2 separate regions of the Bos taurus genome follow, and region 1 is linked to region 2. The links are chromatin contacts, called in public Hi-C maps. All regions are on one chromosome and are shown on one strand. The core of a region is the stretch at or near the end of the contact, and the rest is flanking DNA. Distances in the headings are between cores, read along the strand shown. Region 1 has its middle 130 kb from the start of NAV2. Region 2 overlaps NAV2 (neuron navigator 2).

Evidence for each region. A called contact is a pair of places that touch in the nucleus more often than the background predicts.
Region 1: a Hi-C map of skeletal muscle shows a contact between it and region 2, with 10 times the contacts expected there. The contact joins two enhancer-like sites. A contact is called at or near these places in 8 of 11 Hi-C or Micro-C datasets (4-cell embryo, 8-cell embryo, blastocyst and 4 more).

Annotation. Positions count from the first base shown.
Region 1 is chr29:25,357,841-25,361,210 of ARS-UCD2.0, forward strand. No RefSeq gene overlaps it. Among named protein-coding and RNA genes, the nearest start is that of NAV2, 130 kb to the left of the region's middle. Within about 2 kb of position 1,406, at least 19 of the 102 cell types and tissues checked have an H3K27ac peak or open chromatin away from gene starts, as enhancers often do. A contact at or near this core is called in skeletal muscle, where this site is marked.
Region 2 is chr29:25,189,413-25,192,481 of ARS-UCD2.0, forward strand. All of the region lies in intron 1 of NAV2 (neuron navigator 2), which reads right to left. Among named protein-coding and RNA genes, the nearest start is that of NAV2, 34 kb to the right of the region's middle. Within about 2 kb of position 1,304, at least 2 of the 102 cell types and tissues checked have an H3K27ac peak or open chromatin away from gene starts, as enhancers often do. A contact at or near this core is called in skeletal muscle, where this site is marked.

The DNA of each region.
Region 1 (3,370 bases), core at 156-2,655, 170 kb after region 2:
GGACCACCCACCCCAGAATTCACCGTGATCTGGAGCAAGCCCAGCGCTACAGAAGAAGAAACCTGAAGCCCCAAGTTCTTTTCCTCCAGCTGCCGTTAGACATCTGGCCACAGCTGGCATTTTGTCAGTGGATGGAGAGTCAGCCGGGAGGAAAACGGAAACATCTTCACGTTGGTGTCATGTACCTTGCACTACAGCACCTCTGAAAAGCACATCTCATCAAGTCTGCACAAAGGCATGCGTGTTTGCACACAGACGTGGTTTATTTTTAATGGTGGTGTCAAAGCAGCGAGTGGACTGAGGCAGTCATTTTACCGACATTAATTTCTGTGATAAAATGGAGGGTTGTCAATTTCTCACTGCAGTGAAAATAAATCAGATGTGAGCCCTTGCCAGATAGCTGTGAAGGCAATGTGCAGGGGACTGGGCTCCTCCAGCAAAGAGATGTTCTGACTCCTATGCTTCTAGGAACACGGGTCAGCAAGGAATTGGTATTTTCAAGACTAGGAATTTCAAGCAAATCTAAAATTGGAAATGTGATTAATCCACTACGTAGTTCTTACCAAAGTACTCTGGGATTAAGAAGGAAGAGAGAACTTAGGGGACAAATGGGAATTTTAATTATTTGAAAGACTGAGAAAATAGGAAAGTAGTCCACAGGTTTTGAGGGGAAAGCGTGGGCTTTAGGGTCAGACACTGAGATTTCCAGATGTGGTCGCTGTAGGATTGAGCATATGTGATACCACGGCCATCAAACCTGGCAATGTTCTAGGCCTGTGGCGCTGTTCTCTTTGCTCACTAGCTGTGTGACTCTAGGAAGTCACCTGACCTCTCTGAGCCTCAATTTCACCTCAGTAGAATGCTCCTGAGCTACAGAATAGCACAGGACAGGTGCTCGAGCAGCAGCGGTGGGCTTCCTCAGCCCTCAGCTCACAGAGGATGGCAGCCAGGGAATGGACTCAGGCCAGGCTCAGACGGCAGGTCCAAGCTCCTCACCCTGACTCCGAGGGGAGGAAAGCTGGCCGAGGGAGCCTCCTCACACAGCTCTGCTCCTTCAGATGCAAAAGGCACAGGAGGCTCAGGTCCTGCCCGGCCAAGAGTCTCCTCAGAAAGGCACCACAGGCAGCCTTCTGCTGAGGGCCTGCCAGGGCCAGGCTGGGTGGCGAAAATAAAACCAACGGCTAACGAGGCACCTTCTGAGGCCTCGGGCATCAAGCCAGCTCGGGCCCTCGGTTTTCCAGCAACAAGAGGAAAAGCAGCACCCTGGCTTGTGGACATCCCCAGACAGTCCTCTCCACAATAGAAGGAAGATTCGAGAACAAACGCTGACCCCAAGCCCCAGCCCGTTCCCAGTAGAGAGCTCCCCCCACCCTCGAGGAGCCCCGCGGACTGTGCTCTGAAATGTGTGTATGTCTCCCTCTGCAGGTGGCCGCTGTCCCTGCACCCGCCGGGACCCGGCACAATGGGTGGGCCCGCCTTTCAGCAGCAGCACATCCCCGCCGGCTTCCCTGGTGATTCAGAGGGTAAAGCGTCTGCCTGCAATGCAGGAGACTAGGGTTCGATCCCTGGGTCGGGAAGATCCCCTGGAGAAGGAAATGGCAACCCACTCCAGTACTCTCGCCTGGAGAATCCCATGGATGGAGGAGCCTGGTGGGCCCCAGGCTATGGGGTTGTAAAGAGTCGGACACGACTGAGCGACTTCACTTTCTTTCCTTATACACCCCTGGGAGGGGGGCGGGGCAGGTCAGAGCCTGGACCTCTCAGGGCTCTCCGGACCCCTGTTGCTGCTGCTAAGTCGCTTCAGTCGTATCCGACTCTATGCAACCCCTAGAGCCCCCATATGGCCTCCAGTGTTGTTGTTAGTTACTCAGTCGTGTCCGACTCTTTGCGACCCATGGACTGTAGCCCGCCAGGCTCCTCTGTCCATGGGATTCTCCAGGCAAGAATACTGGAGTGCGTTGCCATTCCCTTCTCCAGGAGATCTTCCTGAACTAAGGATCGAACCCAGGTCTCCTGCATTGCAGGCAGATTCTTTACCATCTGAGCTACCAGGGAACCCTAGCTGCTACTGCTAAGTCGCTTCAGTCGTGTCCGACTCTGTGCGACCCCATAGACTGCAGCCCACCAGGCTCCCCGGTTCCTGGGATTCTCCAGGCAAGAACACTGGAGTGGGTTGCCATTTCCTTCTCCAATGCATGAAAGTGAAAAGTGAAAGTGAAGTCGCTCAGTCGTGTCCGACTCCCAGTGACCCCATGTACTGCAGCCTACCAGGCTCCTCCGTCCGTGGGATTTTCCAGGCAAGAGTACTGGAGTCGGGTGCCATTGCCTTCTCCAAGGAAGCCTAGAGGAGGGGGCTAATGATTTGATTAGAACGGGTTGCACGGAGCCGGAGGAGGGAACTAATAGGGCTGAACTTGGGATGGAAGAGGGTCCCGCGGGGTCGGGGCCTGGCTGGGAAGGGGCGGGGCTCCGCCCCCGTGAAGGAGGACCCCGTAGTCCTCCGGGTTCTGACTGCCGGCCCCGCCCACAGTGTCTGTGGGTTCCTGCCAGGGGAACTGGACCGCAACCCCCTTGTGTCCTCTACTCCCCGAACTTCCCGGACGAGTACGGGCGAAGGGAACGGCTGAAAACAGATGCTGTCTCCAAAGAATGATATCAGAGTAGCTGCTAATATTCAGCAGATGTCAAGCGCTTTCGGGCCTTCCCAGGGGCTTCCCTGGTGGCTTAGACGGTAAAGAATCTGCTTGCAATGCAGGAGACTCAGGTTTGATCCCTGAGTCGGGAAGATCCCCTGTAGATGGGAATGGCAACCACTCCAGTCTTCTGGCTTGGAGAATTCCGTGGACAGAGGAGCCTGGTGGGCTACAGTCCATGGGGGTCCCAAAAAGTTGGACATGACTGAGCAACTGAGCGCGCGCGCGCACACACACACACACACACACACACACACACACAAGCACTTTACCTCTCTCTCGGTAACCCTGTGAGGGAGTTGTTATTATTATTATTGGTCTCCTAATGTTACAGATGAGAAATCCAATGCTCAGGCACGCTGAGGTCATATATTTGGTAACTGGCAGAGCTGGGGTTCCGACCCAGGGAAGCCTGACTCCAAGGCTTGTGTTCCATTGTTGTGATGGTTCTCCAATGTCAGGGTGCATGCAGATTACCTAGAATGAATGTCAAAAGGCAGGTTCTAGGGCCTGGCTCCCATAGATCTGGATTCATCAGGCCTTGTGCAAGACCCAGGAATCTGCATTTTAAAAACTACAGTTGGTGAATTCTGAGTAGCTGCTCCATGGATCCTACTTCAAGATACACTGCAGGACGCTGGGCTGCGCCCATCTAAGGGCTCAAATATCAACCAATG
Region 2 (3,069 bases), core at 54-2,553:
TACATCTTTGTCTTTTCAGCATCGTGATCTGCCTTGGGAGCCCAGCTGAGATGCCCTGTTCTCCTCTGAGGCTGCTTCTCCTTGGTCTGCAGTTCTCTACAGCAGTGGTGCTCAGCCCGCCAGGGAGTTTTAAAGCCCCCATCCACAAGTGCTTCCCATGATCCCCAACGCATTTCGCCCACATCGTTACACTGACTACGCACAATGTTCGCTCGTTGCACAGGTGTTTATCCAGCACTTACTCTGCACCAGGCACCTTCCAGGTGCTTGGGATAAGATGGACAACAGGGCAGGCACAGCTCCTGTCTTCAAGGAGCTCATGGTACAAGTGATATCACACCCAGTTTACAGGTGAGGAGACTGAGACTCAGAAAAGGCTAAATAGTGGGAAGCGGCAGAGGTGGGATTCAGCCCCAGCCTATGCTGTTTCACTCCCATTGTCACAGACCTTTCTTTTCCCCCTCTCCCAGACTCCTTGGAGGTGGGCTCTGGGTTTCCAGTGCCCGGCTCCCTGTCTTTCTCTGAGTTGCTCAATAACCAAGGCTGGCTTAGCTGAACTCCACAACCCCTGGTGACCTACTCTGTAAAATGCACAGAAACAGGTCTGCATTGCCCTCTCTCGGGGCGGATGTGAAGACCCCAGGCCACACGTGGGCATCTGGAAGGGCCTCTGAGCAAGCTGGAGCCAAATGTAACTTGGAGGCCATACCCTCTGCAGGAAATTCAATCTCCCTGGCTCCACCACTGCGTTGGTCAGCCCTGCCCCAGGCCTCAGTGCACATCGGCGCCTTCCCACAAAGCCTCCAGAAGGTCTCATTACATGCCCAGCACATCCCGCAAACGCTGCGCTCAGGAGCCCATGCGCTCGGGTTTCCTGGGCTGTGTGCGAGCTCCCTGCCACCAGGTCAGGGGGGCCCCGGGGACAGCGGGCAGGGGCCCTGGCAGGCCGGCCGAGTCTTCCAGGCCCTCCCAGGTCTCCACCTGGGCAGAGAGTTCTCGGTTTCCAGATGGGATCACTGTCAGGAGGGAAAGCGACACCGGCTATTTCCTGGAAGGGAAATAACTGCTGAGGCGATGCATTAAGTGAATAGCCTACCCCAACGCTACTTGAGTTTTAGTTTAAAATAAAAAACCAAACAACTTGAAACCAGATCAATACCACTGCCTGGAGAGAGTCAGGGAGAAGCAAAGGAAGCCGGGAAGGGGACAAGCATTGATTTGCTTCCTCCCCGGGGCAGCTCAAACACTGGATGATCTGAGCATGCAGTTAGCCCGTGTCCCAGGTCCTGTCCGCTCCCAGCTTTCTAGTGAGCTGGCCTGACTCAGCCCTTTCCTGACCGGCATCCTGCGTGAGAAGGGCACAGAGTGAAGGAAGGTGGTAAATCTGAGCCCTTCATCGGTGCTGCGTGACTTCAAATTACTGACCCCACCTCTGTTGAGTCTCAAGTTTCACATCTATAAGCTGGGTATAATTATCCCTACCCCAAAGCACCACTGACAGGTAAAATAATAGGAGTGAGGACATAATAAGTATTCAATAAAAGGTAGACGATAATGATAATCATCATCACCGCTTTTTTAAGAGGGACATAATGAAAGTCTAGCTTCACAAAGCTTAGTCCTGTGGCTCTTCTCAGGGCTGGGGAATGTTCTAGAAGGTAGATATGACTGACGGACGCTGTGCACAGGGCAACAAGAGGGGAGTAAGAGCAGGATTCCTAAAAGAGAAATGGAGGGGACGTGTGGCAAAGAGGTTCGATGAATGAAAAGACTGTGGAAATCAGACAAAATTTAAATTAAAAAATTCTAATTTTGCCATCTGCAGCTCCTATTAAATCTGCCTTCTCTTGAACAGTCCTCCTTCCACGCTTTCCCAGCATTCTCCTACTTAACGACAGTAAACACACTCCATAAATTAAAAAAATATAGTAGAGAGGTAATTAATGCTGAGCCATCTAATTCCGAATTTCTAATCATGCTCTGCTTACATTAAAATGAGATTTCAGGCATGTACAACAATCAATTTTACTCTAGCTAAAAAAAACACACACACAAACTAAAGTCAGTTATTTAGGGAGAGATTTGAGAAGCACTTGGCTGCCATGTGTCATCCAAATATGTGGAACTCCGCTGGCGAGCCTGACAGGCTGTGGCACGGTCCTTGCCTTGCCTTCTGTAGAGTCGTGCTCTTGACTATGTTCAGAGAACTAAAGCGTATCGTGAGATCTGGGCTGAAGCTGGGCAGCAGAGCTGGCCCTACAGGAGTGTTTAAAGGGAGCTGGGAGCAGCCGACTCTACAGTTCTATTTCTACTGACCATAGGTTTTAGCGAGTCATTTCTCTTCTCTCTGTGTCAATGTCTCTATTTCTTCATCTGTAAAATGGGCCTAATATTGATGACCATGTTGGTGAAAACACTCTTGCAACTGCAAATTTCCACTGTTCTTAGTGTTTGCCTGAAAGTACCCTGGTGCTTTATGTGATGGTCAGCTGTGTTCAGATGGCCTGAATTTCATGCCTTTCCAGTGTCAAAAGCCAGGGTCAGGGAGAATGACAACAGGAGGGAAGCAGGTGTGTGGAGGCCTCACTTGGGGGCCTCTTCCAGGGCCAACTTACCCAGTAGGCATAGTGCTTGCTGCTGCTAGGTCGCTTCAGTCGTGTCTGACTCTGTGCTTAGGACCATGGAAATATTTTTTTTTTTTTTTGCAATCAGAAGAAAAAAATGCATACAATCTTGCCTGGATTATACTTGTTTTATACCAGTGAGGTCATAAAATCCATTTTTAATATCTCTTTTTGATGGAGGAAGGGTCCATAAAGGCAAGAGGGCAGAGAGCCCTTTCGAGTCGTAACACAGCCCCAACCCAGTTGCTAACAAATGCAAATGGGCTTCCGTTCTTACCTTTTCCAGAACCCAGACTTGTTCCTCTGGGCCTGATGTCTGTTCCTAGACCTCGAAATCTTCCAGAGACAATGCCCAGGTCAAGGAATGAGTGGGAACTCCTGACACCATGGCTGGACAGAAGAGGAGAGTCCTGAGTGGGGGCAGGAAGGAGAGTTCTTGGCTGCC